Regions from separate parts of the Arachis hypogaea genome. Here region 1 is linked to region 2. Evidence: chromatin contacts called from public Hi-C data. All regions are on one chromosome and are shown on one strand. The core of a region is the stretch at or near the end of the contact, and the rest is flanking DNA. Distances in the headings are between cores, read along the strand shown.

Evidence for each region. Hi-C and Micro-C count contacts between places; a contact is called where the count stands out from the background.
Region 1: a contact with region 2 is called in a Hi-C map of leaf, with 2.6 times the contacts expected there. The contact joins the promoter of LOC112797212 here to the promoter of LOC112797205 in region 2. A contact is called at or near these places in 2 of 8 Hi-C or Micro-C datasets (both in leaf).

What each region holds. Positions count from the first base shown.
Region 1 is chr4:109,534,814-109,539,586 of arahy.Tifrunner.gnm2.J5K5, forward strand. It overlaps LOC112797212 (pectinesterase/pectinesterase inhibitor PPE8B-like), which reads left to right and starts at 1,515. Exons shown (of 3, transcript XM_025840033.3): 1 at 1,515-1,886; 2 at 2,276-2,806; 3 at 3,976-4,673. The coding sequence starts at 1,553. The coding sequence ends at 4,673.
Region 2 is chr4:109,249,439-109,254,345 of arahy.Tifrunner.gnm2.J5K5, forward strand. LOC112797205 (transcription initiation factor TFIID subunit 13) reads left to right here and starts at 2,264. Exons shown (of 6, transcript XM_025840024.3): 1 at 2,264-2,878; 2 at 3,202-3,457; 3 at 3,605-3,642; 4 at 3,743-3,802; 5 at 3,925-3,999; 6 at 4,343-4,763. The coding sequence starts at 3,355. The coding sequence ends at 4,474. LOC112797206 (a long non-coding RNA gene) reads right to left here and starts at 1,871. Exons shown (of 2, transcript XR_003199678.3): 1 at 1,673-1,871; 2 at 1,038-1,560.

The DNA of each region.
Region 1 (4,773 bases), core at 265-2,764, 280 kb after region 2:
TCTGATTGTTTTCGACGGTAAATCCAACGGTATTTAAATTACTGTCGGATTTTATTCTTTTCTTCGACGGTAAATTCGATGATATTCAATGCTTTTTTATAGTGATGGTAGAACAGAGAATAGGGGTTCGCGTGCTTCCACTCTCCTTTCGCGGGTTTCTATTTTCCTTGATTTTGAGTTCTCTGCTATGATGTTATTAACACAACCACCAATTATGATAAAGTGTTTGGGTTAGCGGAGGTTCTTCATGAAATCGCCGCTAATCTATCCGATTTTGCGTCACATTGAAGAACTCAAATGTCAATCGTAGCTATCTTGGCAATTTACAGCGGTTAGAGAAGCGATAGGCAATTTTCTATCGCTATTTTCTGCGTGTCTTATTGTATCCAATAGTCGAGTTCCTACTCTGTCAAAAATTTTCCCACACATAATCAACTAATTTCGTCCCAAATCTTTTCTACTCAATTCATATATATAAATCAGTTCGACACCATAGTTGAATTACAGGTCAAAATTTGTGGCAACAAACAGAAATCAATTTATCACAATTTTCTTTACCTGGTTAATCGTTTAGCATAAATTGGATTATGTACATTGTGTAATCCCAGTAAATCATTTTTGTTTAAAATGATTTATTGAGCACTTATACTATATTATTTTAAGTCAGTTAAATTTGTATAAAAATATTTTGGAATGAAAATTAAAATAGGACAAATTACTATTGAAACTATATTAATTATTCAGATGGGTGATTTACCCTAAAAATTGTGATGATTGTTAAAAATAATTTGATAATTTAATATATTTAATTAAGAATTTAGTTAATCTGTGTTCTTAATGAAATTTAAATTTCAAAACATTTATTATACATTTATTGAAATAAAAAGTTCAAAATTTTTTTTAATAATAATTTTATCAAGTGCTCTTTGAGTATATATTAATTAAAAATTTTAATTAATTATTTAATTAATATAATACATGTTAATATTTTCATATGAAAACAACTTAATGTGAATAACTATTTAGACAAAAAGATAAACTTTTTGTTGTTAAATTTAAACTTGCACAACAAAAATTACTTTTTGGAAAAAAAAATCTAAAACATTGTAATTAAAAAAATTTAAAAAAAATATAAATAAACTTTGCAACACATGGAAAAAATCCGTGAGTTACAAGATATCTTATCTTGTTTCAAGTTTTATTGAAACAAAAGGTTTAACGAATTGGATTAAACCTTTCATCAACGCTTAATTAATAAGAAGATAACAACAATTCGTCATTAATTTAATTTCACTTAACCATTCACAATAGACAATATTATTTATTACTTTTATACTTCAGAGTTTAATAACTCTCAGTTTCATAAAACACTTGTGATTATCGGTTGAAGAGTTATTTAAGCAATTACCACATTCTTTCATTACACATTCTATATCCGTTATATAACTATAATCCTATAAAAGACTACTTCTTCACTAATGCAAAACATCAATAGCACATTCAACATACATCACCTCACTAATATTGTACCAAAAGCACATAGCGGCAAAATATGGCTCCTTGTTCAGCAAGAAAAGAGAAAGTGCCACTAACCGCCGTGGCACTCACCTTCTTGTTGATTCTTCTCCTTGGAAACTTTACTTCTATGGCCTCTGCTTCTGGCAATTGCGGTTCGGAAGGCTCAACATGCCTCGTGCCTTCTGAGTTCGTCGGTGTTGTTAAGGAAGTTATTGGGCTTTTGGGAAATGTTGGTTCCATCCTGTCCATGTTTACCGGTGGTTTTGGTAATTTCCATCTCACAAACGCCATTCTTGACGGTCTTAATTTGTTGGACATGTCCTCCGATGAACTTAATTTGTTTCTCTCCGTCATTCAAAATCCCAAAGGTACCTTTACATACAATCTAGTTATTTGTATTCTTTAGGTGGATTCAAGCATGAGTATAGAAAAGTTTAATTGCAATGTGATATATAGGCCATTAGATGAGGTATTGTTGTTAATATAGATAACGATTAAATTGTTTCTTCAATTTTTATTCCATGATCAAACTTTTCATCTGTCATGTCAGCTTGTCCACTGGTGCGGAAAAACTAATGTAATTCATGATTTAAAAATTAACAATACTAATCACTAACCTAATTTAACAATACTAAAAACTAAAATTGCATACATATTTTTTCACTCATGATAAAGTCAGATCATGATACCATGATACTTAACAATACTAATCACTAACCTAATGTAAAATGTGACATTATTATAATTAATGTTGCAGGGAGAAACAACTTAGAATTGGATTTAGCGACATGGCTAAGTGCTGTCCTAGCAAATTTAGACACATGCCTCGATGGATTCAAAGGCACAAATAGTATCATCAAAGGGTTAATCTCCCCTGGCCTTAGACTAGTGACATCGCCAGTAACGAATCTTCTCGCAAAGGTTGATGTGTCCCAGAATGATTTCTTCGAAGATGCTGAGGCCGGCGCCGGCGAGGGCCGATTTCCTTCGTGGGTGAAGCCGAGGGAGAGAAAGCTTCTGCAAGCAAATAGGGTGGTTCCGAACGCCGTGGTAGCTGCAGATGGGAGTGGAAACTTTAGAAGAATCATGGATGCGGTTATGGCAGCGCCGAATAATAGTAATACGAGGTTTGTGATCTACGTGAAGAGAGGTGTTTACAATGAGTACGTAGAGATTAATAAGAATAACAGGAATATCATGATGATCGGAGATGGTATCGGTGCCACTATTATCACCGGCAACCGGAATTATGTCGACGGCTGGACAACTTTTCGATCGGCCACCTTTGGTAAGAATTTTAACTTCGTAACAACATACACTAGCATTAATCTTTTACATTCTTTCATATAAACTTTGCTTAAATTTTACTTTTGATCAATTTTTATATATGTATATATATTAATTTATCATATTTGCTCATGGATATATTAGAAATATATAACCAAATCGATTGATTGATATAAGTAATGAGAAAAGTTCAAGGCCAACGTAATTCATTGTAGTTTGTTGGTATTTTTTGTAGTCTAGCAGTTTAACAATATATTTTTAATTTATATTTTTAAATATTAATTTTTAATAATTAGTTAAAAATAGTAAATTCTATTACTTTTTAACATCTTTCATAATGAGTTGTGTAAATGAAAACAAAAACTAATGCTAGAAGAAGTAATCATTAGTGACGTAATAAAAAAGACCATAATGTGTGTGATTGCATAAATTTATAAAAAAAGAGTGATATTGTTAAAATAAAAAGAATAATATGTCTTTTATATGTATATATTTATAAAATAAAATCTATAACATCGTCTAACTTTTTAATGGCCATTGACTCCAATTTTTTTCAATTTACAAATTTAAAATTATTATATGAAACAAAAATTAAAAACGGATCATTATTTTCTAAATAATAATTAACTAACATTTTTTTCGTTACACTTCTCTTTTGAACTCTTCTAACAATAACAACTCAATTAGTAAAACATATAATCAAATTTAAAAATACTTTCAATTAATAAAAATATAAATTTAATTTAAATTATACTTTTTAAATGTTATCATACTTTTGCTACCATATCTACCATAATGACAGTCACAATAGAATTTAACTATATATATGGCCATATATGATTTCTGTTTTATTTTTTTATAATTTTTTTAAGTTTATATAAAAAATTAACTATTAATATAAAAAATTATTAAAATATAAAATATATTAAAATAAATTAAATTATACAAATATTTATACACAAATATATAATAATTAATTCTAATATACAAATAACATTCTTGATTTTTTTATAATTATTTGTATTATTTTCTCTAGAATTCAATGAGTAATTAAATGCGCAAGTTGTGCTATTATACCATTCTCACGAAAAAAAAAAAAGAAAAAGATGCACTTTTTCTAACATTTAATTTGAATTTTTTTTTTCTTATGTACGCATTTGGCATATGCAGTTGTAGTTGGAGAAGGGTTCATAGCACGAGACATTACTTTTCAAAACACAGCAGGGCCAGCGAAGAAGCAAGCCGTGGCACTAAGAACCGATTCTGACTTCTCCGTCTTTTTCCGTTGTGGAATCTTCGGCTACCAAGACACCCTTTACGTTCACTCAATGCGTCAATTCTTCAGAGAGTGCACCATTTCCGGTACAGTCGATTTCATCTTCGGCTATGGAACTGCCGTCTTCCAAAAATGCAACATACTTATCAAAAAAGGGTCACCGGACCAAAAGAACGCAATCACTGCACACGGCAGAGAAGATCCTAACGAACCAACAGGGTTCTCGTTGCAATTCTGCAACATAATCGCTGACTCTGACCTTGTTCCGTTTGTTAAGACGACGGAATATTTCTTGGGGAGGCCATGGAAAAAGTATTCAAGAACAGTTTTTATGCAAAATTATATAAGCGACGTTATAAGCCCGCTAGGTTGGACACCATGGAATGGGAGCATTGGGTTGGACACTCTGTATTATGCTGAGTATATGAACACTGGTCCCGGTGCCGGTGTAGCTAACAGAGTGAAATGGCCTGGATACCGTGTTTTGAAAACCTCCCGTGAAGCTAGTAATTTTACTGTGGCAAACTTCATTCAAGGGAACTCATGGTTGCCTTCAACTGGTGTCGCATTTTCAGCTGGATTATCTGTTTAATTAAGAACAAGTTATTTAAACTTGCCAATCTTGTATACAATAAATATAAACTATTAATTATTATTGATCTTGTACTTGTTCTTTACAATAATGGAAAAAT
Region 2 (4,907 bases), core at 1,014-3,513:
TCATTTTATGACATATAATACTTAACATGATATATTATCATCTAATTATTAAAAGATCATTTTAACTTACATTCTTTTTTTGAAAGACTAATATAACTAATTTAATCTTTCTAAAACTAATTTAAAAAATAATAATCTTTCAAAGACAAATTTAAGTATTAACCTAACAGAAATATTCCACTAGAAATCACATTCATATGACCATATTTGTAGCTAGCAATATTTGGAACTAATTAGCCATTCCTGATGAAACTGAATAAAAACATTCATTTGAAATATGAACAGAATGTCTAAAAATGTAATCTACAACAATGATTTTTTTATTATATTTTTTAGAATTTAATTTTGATATATTTTTAATATAAAATAATTTATACGAATATTTAATTACATAATATTATATTAATAAAATAATTATTTTTTATTTTGATTGTATAAATAATTATTTAAAAAAATAAATATAATTAAATCATTGTATAAAATATAAAACACCATTAATGTATTGGAATTAAAATATTATATAAAAAATATGCGTAAATTCTCATATATTTATAATAGGATAAGATACTAAATTGGTCTCCTATATTTGGGCGTAATTCTGTTTTAATTCTTAAGGTTTAAAGTGTCCTATTTGAATCTAAAAAAGTTTCATTTAATATCAATTTAGTCCTACAGTGAGGTCAAAGTTAAATAATTAACAGAATATCCTACATAACAACAGAAACAAAATCGATAATCTGGAGAACAAGTACAAGCTCCAGAGGTACAAAATCAACCGTTGATGCATCAATACGTTTATTTATCATTCTCTTTAGTTCTATAGAAAATATTTTATTTATATTATAAGAAAAATAATAAATAAATATATTAATATATTAACGGTTGATTTTGTATCTCTGAAGTTTGAATTTGTTCTCCAAATTATCAATTTTGTTCTTGTACTGTTGTTATGTAGGACATTTCATTAATTATTTAAGTTTGACCTTACTATGAGACTAAATTGATGCTAAATAAAATTTTTTTGGATTAAAACAGAATTACGTCCAAATATTAGTACTAATTTATAGTACTTTACCCTTTATAATATTAAGCACAAACATACAACCTACCGAGTCACCAAACAAAAATAGAAGAAAAAAAAACATACAACCTGCTGCATAACGCTTAAAAAACCCAAAAGCTTATGCTAGCCCTTGCTTAAATGTTCTATTATATCTTTGTACACAGATAAATGTTTTTTCAACATTTGTTACCTACTTTATTATCACTGAATTTTGATGTAATTTCTTAAAAGAGAATAATAAACACTATTTAAGTGACACAACTTGTATGCATAACAAGAACTCAGCGTTGGATGTGATGGTATTCAGATTGAATATTATTATTGTTGCCAAAACACTTGAAGAAAGGGTCACAAATCAAATGGAACCATCTCTGAATGCAACTGAAAATGGAAGAGATGCCCCAAAAACAATGGCAGCAGCAACATCCCTTCAAAAAAGGATCATCATAGGGGTTCTCTCCTACATCATAGTTATCATGCCCCATTCTTTGTAATCTCTGCAGATAGCCACATATGTTTGGTGAAATCAATAAAAGAGCTTATGTAGCAACAATCAGTATTCAAATTACAAAAGTTGTTGAAATTTGAAAAAAGTAAAAAGGAACTCACAGATTTGATGGCCTTTTCTTCCTTTCACTTGCCCAAGAAAAATTGAAGAGAGTTCGTAGTGGAAGAAAAAGGGAGATAGATTAAGACATGAGGATTTTGATTTGTCAAACAGGCATACAAATGGAAAATCACGTGTGGGTGTTTCATGCTTGACTAGATAAGCTTTGCTCTATAAGATGCATCTAGAAGTAGAGCAAGCATTTTTTTTTCTCTTTTCTCATATGTTGAAAAGAAGGGTCCATTCTTTTTTTTTTTTTTTGAAAGATTGTAATTGTGTAGTTCCTTATTGTTGTTCTTTCGTTTTTAAAAGTCTTTTGAACCAATTATTCTTTTTCTTTTGCCTTCAAAATGTGGTGAATGAGGATATGTAAAAGCTTTTGTTTTCTTTATATTGGAGGATCTGTAATTTTTTTTATTAAATGAAATAAACACTCTTCAATTCTAAACATGATAAATTAATCTGCACCACATTTATATCTATAATGTTTAAGGATTTTATCCACTTTTTCATCTAGCTAAGCCTTAAGTTTTTATTTTTGTCATACAAACACACACAGACCCACTCACACATAATAATAACATTGGACTAAGGCCTGGCATGTGATATGTAAAAATCTAAAAATGTGAAGAGAATGTTTGCTTTATAATTTTGGTCATAGAACTTGACTAGAAAGAAAAGCCCAACTCAGATCATTATCATCATCAACGCAATCGCACCCTTCTCTCCATGGATACCCATAATCCCACCAAGATTTCCCCTTTCCAGTTTCCACGCCACTCGATACGAGCATACGACGTCGTTTCTCTTCATCCCTGAACGTCTCCTTCCTCTCGTCACTCGCTCACTGAAGCTAGAGCTTTCTCACTCACTCACTGTGGCTCACTGGCTCTCGCACTCAAGCTCTCTCCCACTCTCGTCTCCGCTCTCTCTCACTGTCTCCAGTCTCGCACTCAGTCGCGCTCGCTCGCCTTCCCTGGGCTCGTCGTCGCCGGCGGCAGAACCAGCAGGTCCCGGGACTGGTCGTCATCATCGCTCTCTGTCTCATCATCGTCTCACACTCAGTCGCGCGCTTTCCTTGCGCTCATCGTCGGCGGCGGCAGAACCAGCAGGTCTCCGGGCTGGTCTTCTTGCTTCGAGTCTCGCCGTCAGCTTCCTCCCCGCCGCCGTCAGCTTCTTTCGCGCAACCACAAGCTGGTCCCCGATTGGTGAGTTCCAACACATTCCTATGATCTATCTTTTTCAGTTTTGTTGATGACAGTTGAATTTGTTGCTGAAAATATCACGGAACTAGTTTTTTTTTTTGGGCTGAAAATCATCACTGACATGATTTGTTACTGGTTATCATCACCGAACCTTGAATAATTTGTCGCTGAAAATATTAGCTAGTTTTTTTATTGCTGAAAATCATCAGTGAGATGAATTTGTTAATGATTATCATCATTTGTTGCTGTCTTGCTGAATAATCAATTAGTTAAGTTTTCTTGTTGCTAAAAATTATCCGACCTGAATTTGTTACCGATTATCATAGAAAACAGCTTGTGAATTGGAAAGGAAGAATCTGAATTCTCAAGAGTGCAGGATCTTCAGCGAAGTTACTCCAAAACTATCCACACCAAACGAGAATCTGAAGAAGAAATCCGAACTCATCGTCGTTCATTCCTTCTTCTTCTTGTGCGGAAGAATGAGCAGTTCCGGTGGTGGAAGCTCGTCGAAACCAAGAAGTGCTTCTTTTCAACCTTCCGAAACTTCTTCAAAGCGCAAAAGAGGAGTCTTCCAAAAAGAACGTTAGTAACCACTCCTATCCAACCTCCTGTTTTTTTTTTTTCGTTGCAATTTTCTGTTTCCCTTTTTCTTTTTAAGATGAAAAAGAAAAACGTTTCTTTTATGCATGTAACTGTCACTAATAATTTTCCTTATGCTTGCTAAAACAGTGCAGCACATGATGTACGGCTTTGGAGATGATCCAAATGTAAGTGCCCTAACCTTTTATTACATCTCTTAATTACTTTTTGGGATGTGAATGTTAATGGATACTAAACTTTGATCTCTTTTATGCTTCGCACAATTAGCCTCTTCCTGAAAGTGTGGCGCTTATGGAGGATATTGTTGTGGAATATGTCACGGAATTGGTAACCTAATTTATTTATTTTTTAAACCTAACTTTTTCATTGTTCTTGTTCAACTGAATTACAGTGTTGTGGATTAATTTGGACCTTTTATTTTTGTGCTTTGAAATTTTTTCCTTTGGAAGGTACATAAAGCTCAAGATATTGGATCACAGAGAGGGAAGCTATCTGTTGAGGATTTCCTTTATTTGATTCGCAAGGTACTTCTTTGTTCATAAAAGAATTTCACATGGAGTTGTCTTAATCTGGAGTTGATAATTGAGAGTAGTTAGATAACAATCTAGTTAAACATGTCAAATCATGTAACGGTCCCAATACCAAATCCACGTCTTTTACTACCAAGAAAATGCACTTATGATTTGCCTTTAACACCATTTTGTCTTCAATTGCTTTGAGGCATGATATAAAGAGCTGTACTGTCAAGAGGCTAATACTTCAGAATTTGTTGCAACTTTGCAACTTTCAAGTATCCATAAACATTGATCGAATTCATGATTGAACATTTTTGTTCAGGATTAATCCCAATTTCTTATACTGCTACAGGATTTGCCAAAACTTAATCGATGTACAGAATTGTTGTCCATGAATGAAGAGCTGAAACAGGCAAGGAAAGTCTTTGAATCAGATGAAGACAAACTGAGGAAGGTTTTTGAGGTAGATGAACCCGTTGAATGATGAATGAGGAAAAGGGCATTGAATTGCATCGTTACTGAATTCAGGATTACTGGAGTATGTCCTAACATGCCTCTATCAAATTTTTGGAATTTTGGAGTATGTCCTACATTTGAAAATAGCCAATGTGGATACTTGGATAGTTGAATTGTAACTTCCTAATATATTTGTTCTCCAATTTATTGTGTCCATGATCTTGTGATTATAAGTTTGAGTATTAGAAAACAATTTTTGACACATTAGGGTAACTTACCGAAATATAGGAGAAATTATTTGGTCTCTACCTTCTACAGTTATTATTTATTTCTTTTGAGAGTTATTTGGTCTCAGCAGGATAGTTTTTATCCTCCTTCTGTTGTACTCTTGATGTAGTAGTAGAATTGGGAATTGATCAGGGAATTTAAAAGGTTATCCAACATTAATCAAATTCAAATAA